Linked DNA regions of Anser cygnoides: region 2 is linked to region 1. The links are chromatin contacts, called in public Hi-C maps. All regions are on one chromosome and are shown on one strand. Each heading gives the region's core, a stretch centred on a gene start, on an enhancer-like site or on the middle of the called end of the contact. The rest is flanking DNA. Distances are from core to core; before and after follow the strand shown. Region 1 holds the start of PDIA3 (protein disulfide isomerase family A member 3). Region 2 holds the start of AP3S2 (adaptor related protein complex 3 subunit sigma 2).

Evidence for each region. A called contact is a pair of places that touch in the nucleus more often than the background predicts.
Region 2: a Hi-C map of liver shows a contact between it and region 1, with 2.0 times the contacts expected there. The contact joins the promoter of AP3S2 here to the promoter of PDIA3 in region 1. A contact is called at or near these places in 2 of 7 Hi-C or Micro-C datasets (both in liver).

What each region holds. Positions count from the first base shown.
Region 1 is chr11:302,161-308,791 of Taihu_goose_T2T_genome, forward strand. PDIA3 (protein disulfide isomerase family A member 3) reads left to right here and starts at 4,222. Exons shown (of 13, transcript XM_067003563.1): 1 at 4,222-4,455; 2 at 4,609-4,687; 3 at 5,678-5,795; 4 at 6,494-6,601. The coding sequence starts at 4,295. It overlaps LOC106048637 (creatine kinase U-type, mitochondrial), which reads left to right. Exons shown (of 9, transcript XM_067003564.1): 6 at 107-230; 7 at 418-552; 8 at 867-992; 9 at 1,244-1,493. The coding sequence ends at 1,360.
Region 2 is chr11:471,317-477,947 of Taihu_goose_T2T_genome, forward strand. AP3S2 (adaptor related protein complex 3 subunit sigma 2) reads left to right here and starts at 3,443. Exons shown (of 6, transcript XM_067003750.1): 1 at 3,443-3,852; 2 at 4,140-4,231; 3 at 4,319-4,430; 4 at 5,875-5,946. The coding sequence starts at 3,784.

The DNA.
Region 1 (6,631 bases), core at 2,972-5,471:
GGGGGGGGTGGTGGAAGCAGGGCACTGCTGGGGCTGGCACAGGCAGCTGTGCGTGCACGGGGGCTCTGCTGGCTGCCAGCACCGCCAAATGCTGCCCTGTCCCTAGGCACAACAACGAGAAGACCTTCCTGATCTGGATCAATGAGGAGGACCACACACGCATCATCTCCATGGAGAAGGGTGGCAACATGAAGCGCGTCTTTGAGCGGTTCTGCCGGGGCCTGAAGGAGGTGAGCACCCACCGGCCGTTGCCGTGCCAGACCCACAGACAGGTGGACAGGGGCACGCAAGGCCATTGCAGGGTTTGTGTCCTGTACTGTCCCAGGGCTGGGCAGCACCCAAGTGGCAGGAGTGCCTTGCTGAGGGCAGTGCATTGTGCAGTTGGAGGCTGAATTGCTTTTTGCACTTCTAACCCAGGTGGAGCGGCTAATCCAGGAGCGAGGCTGGGAGTTCATGTGGAATGAGAGGCTGGGATACATCCTTACCTGCCCCTCCAACCTGGGCACCGGGCTGCGAGCAGGCGTCCACATCAAGCTGCCGCTGCTCAGCAAGGTAGTTACCACGGCTCGTTTTGTGGGGAGCGAGCCCAGGGCTGTGGCGAGCCTCAGCTGCCAGCACAGGGAGCCCAGCCTCGTGGGGAGGCGCAGGACTGCATGGGACCAGCCCTGGACCTCATTCAGGCTCACCAGTGCAGTGAAGCATACAAGGGGCCGGACCCGCGTGTTGAGCTGGGTCTGCTCAGGGCAGGGCCCACAGACGGGGCTGTGCAAGGTGTGGGAGGGCTGCCCTGGGGAGCAGTCGGCTGCAGTGGCCTGGCTGCCTTGCTGATGGTTGCACTGAGCACTGACGTGTTCTCTGGGCACTAGGACAACCGCTTCCCCAAGATCCTGGAGAACCTCCGGCTACAGAAGCGTGGGACAGGTGGTGTAGACACCGCAGCTACTGGCAATGTCTTCGACATCTCCAACCTGGACCGGCTGGGGAAGTCAGAGGTGGGTGCTGGACAGAGATGCTTTTGCAGCAGGTGGTTTGGAACATGTGTGCACAACAGGCCCTCAGCTCTGGGTCTGTGTGCTGGGGCTGGCACATGAGGTCTGCGGGCTGTACCACTCTCCTAGAGGTGGCAGCATGTGCCCTTCATGCAGCGCGGTGGCCGGGACCCTTGCTGGCATGGCTCAGCAGAGGCCTGGCTGGGGCCAGGACAGCCCCTGAGTCAGGATGTGTGTGTGTGCCCCCGGTGCAGGTGGAGCTGGTGCAGCTGGTGATAGATGGCGTGAACTACCTGATCGACTGTGAGCGGCGCCTGGAGAAGGGGCAGGACATCCGCATCCCCTCCCCGGTCCCGCAGTTCCGGCACTGAGCTGGACCACGGCAGCGCCAGCCCTGCAGGACCCAGCTTCCCGCTGTAGCTTACGCCATCGCTGTGCCCAGCATGTCGCTGCGTTGTTACCCACGACGCGCCAGGCCCGACCCCATAAATGTGCGCTGCTGTAGCTATGTCTCAGTCTGCTCCTTACTCGAGCCCCACAGCACACCCAGCCCTGCCGACCGCCCCACCCAGCCTTGTGCCTGCAGAGAGGCACCTGGACAAATCTATGTTTCTTGCACCTGTCTTGAGCTTCCCTCAAGAAGCGTCACCTTCTTGAAGGAGCTTCACCTTCCTTGAGCTTTCCCTGTGCCACTGCTGCCCTAGGGAACAAGCCTGAGGGGCCTCTGGGGCTGCCCTGGTCTGGGGGCTGCGAGGGGCTGCATGTGGGACGGGAGCTGGGAGGAAGCAGGCTGCCAAGAACTGCTGGGACAGGATGAGCTGCAAAAAGCAACTCTTGTGTCACTGCAGGCAGAGCTGGGTTCCCATCGCCACTTTATTAGAGGGATGCTCACAGAAAGCTCTGGGGCAGGCAGAGGAGGAGAACCAAGGTGAAACCAGAGCGGAGCCCGGCTCTGTTCCTGCCTGCAGGAAAGAAAGTGCTTTCAGAGCAGAGCGTGTCAGTCCTGGCACTCCGTGGAAAGGGCTCACATCCCTGCTGCTGCTCTGAGCCCGTCACAGTGCTCGCACACACGCAGACCTGCACACATGCACGCGCACACGGCTCTGGGCAGAGAGCGGGCCGCGGCAGTCCCGGAGCTCGCCACCCGCGGGACCCCCGCGGCCTCCGGCGGGCTCTGCCCGGGGCCCGGCGCCTCCCCGTGCTGCCGCGCTCCGGCTCGTGGGACGACGGGGACGGCGCGCTGCGATAGCGGCCGGGCCCGGGACTTCGAGACGGCCGCGAGGTCTCGGGGCACGGAGCCGTTCCGTCCCGGGACAGCTCCTGCAGGGCAGGCAGGGCCGAGCTGTCCGGCTGGGTTGCAGCCTTGCCCGGAGGTCGCGGCCCCCGCGCGGATCTGCGCGTGGGACCGTGTCCGTGCCGGCCTCGTGCCCCGTCCCCCGCCCCGCCCCGCCACCACGCACGTTCCCAGAGCTGCCCGCACACAAAGCCCCGCGCGTGGGGTCAGCCCGGCCCCTCACGCCCAGCACCAGGGGATGGGCTCCCACGCGGGACACGGGTCGAAGGTGCGGGACGGGTCCCGGGCACGGCCCCGTCTCGGCGCGGTCTGCGCTCACCCACCGGCGCCGGGGGCCCGCAGCAGCAGCAGCCCCAGCGCGACGCCGGGACGGGAAGCCGCCATCCCCGTGCCCCGCGGCAGCCTCCGCGCCGGGAGCCGGCGGGGGCGGGGGCTCGGCCGCGCCGTGCGGACGAGCCGGGAGACACGAAGCGGGGGCAGAAGCAGCCGCTGGAGATCACTCGATCCCTTCCTGCGACCCGACCGCTACCTGCGCCTGGGCGGGACGAGACCGGCCCGGGCTCACCTTGCACCGGGACTGTCGGGGCTGCCCCGAGCTGAGCGAAGGAGGGACCGGCGGGCGAGGCCTGGCTGCCGCAGGGCTGCCCGCGGTGCCCGGCTCCAGCCCGGCCACTCTCGCCCTCCGTGCAGCTCCCAGCCCTCCCCCCGACAGAGGCGGCCCCGGAGCCCCCTGAGACGGAGCCGTGCCGCAGCCCGCCCGGCCCCGGCCCGCTCACGCCGTTCCTGCCGTCGGGGAGCGCCTGGCGCCGCAGGGCCGACTCCGGCAGCCTTCTCTCCGGGCCTGTAACCCGAGGCCGGGCTGCCCGCTCGCCCCCGCGCTGCAGAAAATGCCCGGGCCGTTGCGTTACTGCGTTATTGATGCCGGGGGCCGGCCCGCTCGGGGCCGGGGAGGGCAGGCGGGGCCGAGGCGAGGGGGCTCGACCTCCTCCTGGGCTCGGCGCCGGCCCCCTGAGCCGCACGGCGCCCAGCGGTACCGTGGAGCCCGCGACAAGGGCGGCGGCGCCTCCTGCCGGCCCCGCAGTAACGGGGCAGGCGGCGCCCCGCTCCCCCTGCTCCCCACGCAGCTCAGGGCTGCCGGGGGCACCGAGCACCTCCGCAGGCGGCCCAGCAGCAAGGACCGCGCTCCCGCCCAGCGGCTGAGCAGCACGAATCACCGCTGCGCGCCGCGGGGCTGGGAGAGGCCCGCAGCCGGGGCCGGCTGGGAGCGCCTCGGTGCCGGGAGCGCTGCCCCGGGAGGCCGGGGGTCGCGGTGGATGGGCGCCGGCGGGAGCGGAGCTGCCGGCGCCTCGCACCGCGCCTGCCGTGGGCGTGCCGGGAGCCTGCGGCGGGGCACCGCCACCTGCCCGGCGCGGCGGGCGGGAGCACCGCCCTCGGTGGCGCAGGCAGGGGCTACTGGGCGACAACACCGGGGCCTCAACGCGCCGCAGCGCTTCCCGCGGCCACGGCCGTTAAAGGAGCGAAGTCCCTCGCGAGCGCCACCCCTGCCGGGGCACGGCCGCGTCCCCGACCGGGGGCCCGGCAGGGTCGAAGCGCTCGCGGCGGCTCAGAGCCGGGCGTGGCGGCGGGGCCCGGCGCTGCGGGACGGGGCGGGCGCCGCGCTAGGCTCCAGCGGCGGGGAGGCCCCGGAGCAACGCCACGGCCCCGGCGGGCCCCGACCCCAGGGGCCGCTCCCCTGCGCGGCCGCACCGGGGCGAGCGGCCCCGGCCCCGCCCCCGCTGGGGCCCTGCCGGCGCCGAGACCCCGCGGCCGGGGCGGGGCCGCCGCGGCTCCCCAACCGCCCCGCGCCGTAGCCCATTGGCCGCGGCTCGCGTGACGCGCGGCACGGCGCCCAACCGGGAGCTGCCACACGGCAGATCCGGCTGGCGAGGCGGGACTTCCGGCCCGCGGCCCCCGGCGCTTGTTCCCCCGCCGCCGCCGCCGAGCAGGGAGCGCAGCCCCGGCCGCCGCCGCCATGTCCGCGCCCCGGCCGCCGCCCGCCGCGCTGCTGCTGCTGCTCGCCCTCACCGCCCGGCCCGGCCGCGCCTCCGACGTGGTGGAGCTCAGCGACGCCGATTTCGAGAGCGGCCTGGCCGAGCGCCCGGGGCTGGTGCTCGTGGAGTTCTTCGCGCCCTGGTGAGGGGCGGCGGGGGGCGGCGGGGCCGGGCCGGGCCGGGCCGGGCCGGGCCCGGGGGGCGCCTGGCGCGGGCAGGAGGGCCCGGGGCGGGGGCGGGGCGGGCTGGGGCGGGCTGGGGCTTCCCGGCGGGCCTAACCCCTCCGTCTCCCCAGGTGCGGGCACTGCAAGCGGCTGGCGCCGGAGTACGAGTCGGCGGCGACCCGGCTGAAGGGCATCGTGCCGCTCGTCAAGGTGGGGGCTCGGCCGCGGCGGCTCGAGCCGGGGGGGCGCTGACCTGCGGGAGGCTCCCGGACAGACTTCGGTCAAATAAAGGCGTCGGTGTCGCAGCCCTCCGGTAGCCTCTGCCCGTGCGCGCGCCTGGCCTTCCGTGGCCCTTGGGAGCCCTGCCAGGCTGCTCCGCTTTGTGGGCTCGAGCACCAGGGAGCGGTCGGGAAGCTGAAGCCTGTGGGGGCTGCGGCCCGTTCGGTTGGCCTGCAGAGTGTGAAAAGGGTGTGTGCCGCTGCCCGAGGGAGGGGAGGGCCCTCCCAGGCTGGGAGGAAGAAACCTCCTGTGAGCTGCGTGGTCCTAGTCCAAGAATTAGCGTGCGATGTAGTCACGGTGTTGTCCCGTGACTTACAAAGTAAGGGACGTTCTTCAAGAGTTTTCTGCCAGAAAACTTGCGTAGTTTTGTTAAATGAGGGTCTTCCTGTTCCTTTGTGGGAAGTGCTATGGGCTCCTGTTTGCTTCAGGCATGGCAGGAACCGTTAGGGTTGGTAACGTGCTAAGAATGGTCAATTCTTGTTGAGCCTGTCATTGATTGCAATAATCTACTCTTTCTCAGATTTTTTTTTGCATATAGTCGTGTCAAACCTACAACTATTTAATCTTTCCAGTATTTCCTCAAATATTTTTCTGGGTCTTTTATTACATCTGTGCTGTTACACCCATTACATCCTTCCCTGTTATTGATTTCTCAGTGGTAATCTGTGTGATGAGTCCCCATTGGACCACTTGGTTGGGTGCTAGGCCTGGGTTCTAATCTTCTACATGTGAGTCAAATAGATGCTTCTCAGATCCTTGCATTTTGTGTGGAAGGAATCCAGCCTTGGTTAAAAGCATGTGAGAGCTTTCCAGCCATCAAACTTCCAATTTATGTGTGACGGTGTGGGTAATGGCAAAGCTGCTTTTCTTTGGGTATACGGGTTGCTAGGTCGCTGAGCAGCAATATTTCTATTCCTTTAGGTTGACTGTACAGCAAATTCAAACACCTGTAACAAGTATGGAGTCAGTGGATATCCCACCTTGAAGATTTTTCGAGACGGAGAAGAGGCAGGAACCTATGATGGGCCCAGGACAGCGGGTAAGAGCTTGTTAGTCTCAGCATCTCGCTTGCTGAAACAGTGCTGGAAGGCAGGCCCACACTGAATAGGCTTGTATCGGGGACGTTAAATGTATTGAGAGGTACAAAGAAGAATCCCACCTACACGTACACGTTGCCCCTCCCAGAACTCTTTGTGCTGTGAAAGTCCTGGATGCTTAGGATCCCTTAAAGCTCTTCTAAAGGTGAAGGTTTCTAAATTGTCTCTCAGCCATAGCACCCTTGATGGGTGGTATGCAGAACGTGCTTGAGGGGAAGACCTCATACAGATAACTTCTTGTTCCATGGTAATTGATCTCTGAAGTCGTTCTGCACAAGTGAGAGGGTGTTCTGTGTCTGTCTTGATGAGCTTTCTTGGAATGCATTATTTGTACCAGTACAGCTTTCTGTTACACCTAATAGGCATACCATGCAGCTCTTGGTATGAGAGCATTGAAAAAGATCCTTTTTGTAAGGGCAATGCTCTGAAAAGCTCTGCCTTTCTTAGACTAGTTTTCAATGTGATGGCATGGAAATACTTAAGAGAAAGTGCTGATGACAGTCTTCCAATTCATATCGTATTTATCACGTGGCACCAGGTGTGTGGATTCTGGAGAAACAGCTTTTGTTTTAAGGAAGCTTGAAAAATGTCTTTTAGAACTTTGTATTCATCCCTTCAATCATTTCATTTTTCTTTTAAGATGGAATTGTCAGTCATCTCAAGAAACAGGCAGGACCTGCTTCAGTGGCTCTCAGTTCTGTGGCTGATTTTGAGAAATTCATCGGTGATAAAGATGCTTCTGTAGTGGGTGAGTAGAATCAGTGCAGCACTGAAATGA
Region 2 (6,631 bases), core at 2,193-4,692, 170 kb after region 1:
ATCAAAACTAGCAGCCATTATCCGTGTGGCAGCCTCGCAGCCACAGCCAGTCAAAGCATGCGGACACGAAGCTCACAGGAGGCTCGTGCTGTCAGCCAATCACAGCTGGCTGCCACAATGCCTGGGGTGGCTGAGCAGCCTCAGCCAATCACCTTGTGCAGACGTGAGCCTTGCCTTGCTCCCAGGCTCAGCCAGTCCAAACGTGTCGACATGGCTCTCCAGCGGGCTCACACCTCAGCCAGCCACGGCTCAAGGCCATGGCCCCTGGAGGAAGAAAGCAGCCACAACCCTCCCAGCCTCAGCCAATCAAAACCCGCAGACATGATGCTTGCAGCACCTCCGCAGCCTCAGATAATGGCGTCTCGAACAAAACGATGATGTCAGCAGACCCACAGCCCCAGGTAACCACAACGCGTGGACACGGTGCTTGCAGTGCCCTTGGAGCCTCAGCCAATCCAAATCCGCAGACACAATTCTTCAGCAGCCTCTCAGGCTCAGCCAATCAGAACTCGGGGGCATGACCAGGGGGTGAGGAGAGCAGCCTCAGCCAATCACAGCTTGCGGACATGATGCTCGGGGCAGCTCGGCAGGCTCAGCCAATCAAACAGCACGAACTCGGCTCTTCAGCAGGCTTGCAGCCTCAACCAATCAGAACGTGCAGACACGATCCTTGCCGCAGCCTGACATTCTGCGCCGACCACAACGTGCAGATGGGATTCTCCAGCAGCCTTGAAGCCTCAGCCAATGAAAAAGCGTGAACGTGATTCTTCTGCAGGCTCACAGCCTCAGCCAATCACAACGAGCGGACATGATCCTTGCAGCAGCCTTACAGCCTCAGCCCATGGTGTTTTGTGGGCATGATTCTTCAGCAGCCTCGGAAGCTCAGCCAATCAAAACTCATGGATATGATTCTTGTTTCAGGTTCACTGCATCAGTCAGTAAGAATTGGTGCACATGATGCTTGCAGCAGCCTCACAGGCTCAGACAATTGAAAAGTGCGGACACAATTCTTCTGCAGGCTCACAGCCTCAGCTGATCAAAACTCCCAGATACGATCCTTGCAGCAGCCTAGCAGCTTCATCCATTCAAAAGCAGTGGACATGATGCTTGCAGCACCTTCACAGCCTCAGTCAGTCAAAACTTGCAGACATGGTGCTTACAGAGACCTCCCCGCATCAACCAACCAAAATCTGCAGACACAATCCACGCAGTGGCCTTGCGACCTAAGCCAATAAAAAAGTACGGCTACATTCCTCAGCAGGCTTGCAGCCCCAGCCAATCAGAACTCAGGGACTTGAACTGTGTAAGGAGGATAGCAGCCTCAGCCAATCACAACGCACGGCCGTGATCCTGTCAGCAGCCTCACAGCCTCAGCCAATCCGAATGTGCACACGCGACTTGTCATCTGCCTTGCAGGTTCAGCCAATCAACACTTGCAGTCCTGATGCTCGCTGTAGCCTTGCAGCCTCAGCCAATCACAACTTGAGGACATGATTCCTGCGGCAGCTCCTCATGCTCAGACAACGTAGTCTTGCAGACATGGTGCTTGCAGCAGACTCTCCACATCAACCAAACTGTGTAGACATGATCCCTGGAGCGGTCTCAAAGCCCGAGCTGATGAAAAAGTGTGGGTATGGTTGTTCAGCAGGCCTGCAGCCTCAGCCCATCGTAACTCAAGGACACAACGTGTGTAGGGAATAGCAGCCTCATCCAATCAGAAGCCGCGGATATGATCCTTGTAGGAAGATGCTAACCTCAGATCATCACAATACACGCTCACGATCCTTGCAGCAGCCTGGTAGCCTCGGCCAACCAACACCTGTGGACATGAAGCTTGTGGCAGCCTGGCAGGCTCAGCCAGTCAAAAAGCACAGACACGGTTCTTCAGCAGGCTCACAGCCGCAGCCGTCAGAACTGGTGGACATGATTTTTGCAGCTTCTTCACAGCCTCAGACCATGGCACCTTATGGACATGGTACTTACAGCACCGCCACCGCATCAACCCATCAGAACGTGCGAACGTGATCCTTACAGCAGCCTCACAGCCCCAGCCACTCAAAATCTGCAGACACGATTCTTCAGCAGCCTTGAAGCCTCAGCCAATCAAGACCGGTGGACATGATCCTTGCAGCAGCCTCACAGCCTCAGCCAGCGGTGTCTTGCAGACCTGATTCTTCAGCAGTGTTGCAGGTTCAGGCAGTCACAATTCAGGGCCATGATCCTTGCATCACATTTGACGCACCAGCCAGTCCAAGCTCACAGACACGGTGCTTGCGGCAGCCTCTGTGCCTCAACCAATCACAGCGCGTATCCTCCCACCCGTGAGGCTGCCGATAGCAGCCTCAGCCAATCAACACTCACCGATGTGATCCTTGTAGGAAGGTGTTAGAATCGTGGAATCACAGAATGGTTTGGGTTGGAAAGGACCTAAAAAAATATCTAATTCCACCCCCCTGCCATGGGTAGGGCCCCCTGCCCCCAGCCCAGGCTGCCCCCAGCGCCATCCAGTCTGGCCTTGGGCACTGCCAGGGATGGGGCCCCCACAGCTCCTCTGGGCAGCCTGTGCCTGTGCCTCACCGCCCTCTGAGTGAAGAATTTCTTCCCTATATCTAATGTAAATCTCCTCTCTTTTAGTTTGAAGCCATTACAAGCCAGTGGCCATTGATGTGGTTTTCTCTGGTGAAATGGGCATGGGTTGTTCCTTTCACCACCATGCCCTATGGGGCATGCATGCCGCGGTTTCGGTGTTTCACTCTGGTGTCACTCTGGTGACAGGCACAGTGCTGGGGCAGGTCTGCACCCATGGGTGCAGGTGGCCCCTCCTGCAGAGCCTGGTGTCCTTTCTCCTGGATCTTTGCCATCTTGCCCCTCTTCAAATCAGCAGCGTTAAATCCTGGTCACAAACGAGGTTTTTGTATGAAGGCTGTAGCAAAGATGGCTTCTCTGTACCCAAGGTTATTTTATTCCCCTTTTCCCACCAAGCAATGATCTTTACGTTCCCTCTTTCTTCCATCGCACAGTGCACTGAATCCTTCTCGCAGCCCTTGATGTCCCTCCAGCCGTGACCGCCGTGCCATCCCTGTCTGTTAATCCCGGCCCCGTGCCCTTTGTCTCCCTCTGATTTTCTGGTGGGGAAGGCGCTCGGGCAGCTGGCACTGCCGGGGGCTGGTTCCTCCCCGTGACCCGACGGGCCGTGTTCCTTCACCGGTCTCAAAGTCGCTCAGCACGGGGGGGTCGCAGCCGGCGGCCGCCTTCCCGCGCACCTGGGTGCCGGTACCCCGCGGTAGCGGGGGGCGGGGCGAGCCGGGGCCCCGCCCACGACCCCCCCCCCCGAAGGGCGTGGCCAGCCGCACGGCCCCGCCCAGGCGCCCCCGCCCCGCCCGGTCGCCGCAGCCCCGTGGCGGTGGCGCCCCCTGGCGGCGCGGACGGGAGCAGCTGCGGGGCCCGCGGCCGTACCGGGCCGTACCGGGCCGTACCGGGCCGTACCGGACCGGCTCGTGCCGGGCCGTGTGGGACCGTGCCGGGCCGCGCCGCGCCAGCCCTGGGCCGGCCGCAGGGGCCCAGCTCGCGGCCAGGGGGAGCGGCTGCGCTCGCGGCCCGTGCCGCGGGGGGGTCCGCGGGTTCCCGCTGAGCCCCCCCGGGGCGGGGGCGCGGGGACCCCGGGGCTCTGACCGCCGGGCCCGGAGCCGCCCCGCCGCCGCGTTTCCGGGGGCTTCCTGCGGGGGGGCCGCGGCCGCCGCCGGCCCCGTTCTGCTTCCGGCGCGTCCCGGGGCAGCCGCCGGGATGATCAACGCCGTCCTGGTGTTCAACAACCACGGCAAGCCGCGGCTCGTCCGCTTCTACCAGCACCTGGTGCGGGGCCGGGGGCGGGGGGCAGCGGGGCTCGGCTGGGGCTGGGGGCCCGGGGCGGCGGGGGCGGGCGGGGAGCGCTGGGTGCGCAGCCCCACGGCAGGGCCCGGGCCCGCGGGGGGTCCGGGCGGCGGCGGGGCTCCGGGCTCCGGGCTCCGGGCTCCGAGCTCCGGGCTCCGTGCCCTCCCGGCCCTCCCGGCCCTCCCGGCCCCGCCGGCCCCGAGCAGCGCGGGCGCTCCGCGTCTCCCCGGGCCGCCGTTCCATGGCCGCCTGCCCTCGGCTCCCCGCAGGCGGAGGAGGTCCAGCAGCAGCTCATCCGGGAGACCTTCCACCTCGTGCTCAAGCGGGATGAGCACATCTGCAACTTCCTCGAGTGCGGCAGGTAACCGCCTGCCCCGTGGCGAGGGGGCGGCCCTGGGGGGCTCAGCCCCGGCCCCGCACCTGCAGCCCCTTGCCCGTGTCTCCGCAGCCTGTTCGGTGGCGCCGACTACAAGCTGATCTACCGGCACTACGCCACGCTGTACTTCGTGTTCTGCGTGGACTCCTCCGAGAGCGAGCTGGGCATCCTGGACCTCATCCAGGTCCGTCTGCGGGGGGACCCCGCTGCCAGGGGGTGGCCGCCGTGAGCGCGGGTGCGGCTGCTCAGCCCCCGGGTGCCTGGGCAGAGACCCTTGCCCGGAGCAGCTGGAGATGCTGTGATGGGCAGCGGGTGCTGCCAGCAGCGGGGACAGCGTGGGATGGTGTTCCCTGCCATGAGTCGTGCCCAGACCCTTCCTCCTGGGCTGGGTGCTGCAGGCGTGATGGGGCTGGATGCTGTGCACAATGGCTGCGTCCCAGGGCAGTGCTGTGCCCGCACGGGGTGCAGCTGTGGCAGTGCTGGGGACACCCCTGGACCCTGAGTTGGGGTGCTGGTGCTGGCAGGACAGCAGTGCCCAGGTCCACAGGGAGCCCGGTGCCAGCGCAGTGACACCAGCACCGGGTGTCTGTGCCCTCGGCCTGTGACTCTGTAGCAGCACCAGCACTCTGCTGGGCCCGGAGGGGGGTGCCTTCCCCCATGTGCGGTCCCTGCTGGCCGGCCCGGCCTCCTCAGCATCCCCGTGGCACTTACACGTCTGAAACACGTCTGTGCATGGAAGTGACAGAAGCTGCTCTGTGAACGCAGCCAGGTGCTGCACGTGTTGGCTGACACACGGCTTGGAACTCGCCTGTGGGGAAACACCAGGGAAGTGCACCTCAATGAACGTATTATTCCTTTTTTTAAATCGTGTTCAAAACCTGCGTAGACTTCCAACGTGACCTTTGCTAAATCCAGCAGAGGCACACTGAGAGTGCTGGCGCAGCAGGCTGTGGGAGGATGCGTGCTGTGCCCGGATCAGCTGTTGTGGCTGCGCAGTTCCCAGAGCTCAGCCCCTTTCAGGCAGTTCCAGCCGGCTGCAGGCCTGCCCCGGGCACGGTGACCAGCCCTTGTCCCAGCTGGTGCCCGTGGCTGCAGTGGATCCAGGCACCAACACCTGGGTTTCTCCCCCAGAAAGGCCAAGTTCTGCATTTCGGTGCAGTTGTCCTTGTGCCAGGCCCTTTGAGCTTGGCCCTGGGTCAGATCCCTGCACCTGGATGTTCTGGGTGCCAGGGGCAGTACCAGGAACAGCAGAAGACAATAGCAGCCGGGTACAAAAATCTCTTCGGGGGAAGACTGCCTTTTGTTGTCCCAGCACCATCAGGCAGTGCCCCTGTAAAAGGCGTTTTCCTTGTCTGGCTGCACCCCACGCAGGTCTGCCCAGCCTGCTCTGTGCCACCCCTGTCCTACAGCTGTCCCTGGTGCTTCGGCTTTCCTGGGGCACGGCTCCTGGGGAGCCTTGGTCTGGGCAGGTGGGATTGTTGGGGGCAGGTGGGATTGTTGGGGGTGGGTGGGATTGCCAGGCCTTGGCCCTGGTTAGGCTGCCAAGAGCGATCTGATGCATTCTGGTCAGGGCCGTAGCTCTTTGTGGGTCCTGCTCTGCGCTGACCTTCCCTTTCCCCCCCCCTCAGGTGTTTGTGGAGACGCTGGACAAGTGCTTTGAGAACGTCTGCGAGCTGGACCTCATCTTCCACATGGACAAGGTGGGTTCCTGGCTTCTGCCTGCTCCACCAGCGCGTCCCTTGCCAGCCCCTCGCTGCTCCGCAGCCCTGCCCGCTGCAGTGCCCGCGGCCCCGAGTGCAGCGCCTGGCTCCAGGCCCGGGGGCTGTGCAGGGGCTGCCGCGAGCTCGGGGCTGCTGTGCCCGGAGTGAAACCCTGCTGGGGCCGCGTGCTCTGCTGCAGCGTGCCAGGGCTTTGTGCCTGAGGGCTGCTCCTGGGGGCTGCCCCTGGGCAGCAGGCTCCGTGCTGCGGCTTTGCTCCTCACCTTCCACAGGGACCGGCGCTGGCGGAGCTGCGCGCGGCTCTGGCTGTGTGCGGGCGTTTCGCCTTGTCTGCTGTGCTGCAGGACGCCATCTGGGGCCTCGTTAATGTTTCGGGGGAGTTGCAGGGGAAAAAAAAGGAGAAACAATGGAAGTGTTTGGAATACAAAGTGTTTGGTAAACTTTCATTTGAGCCACAACCTCTAATGTTTCCTCTTTAGCTGGACAGAGCCTCTGGGCGGAAATGTCTTCTCTTTGATCGTCTCCTAGATGGAGCTGCAGATAGCAGGGTCTGTCCTTAGGGGAAGGAGGGTTAGTTGACGTGTGCTGGACTTGTGCTGCTGTTGATAAGGCTGTTCCTACTTTCTTGAAGACAAAACATGCCAACAAAAAAAAAGGAGTGAAAAAT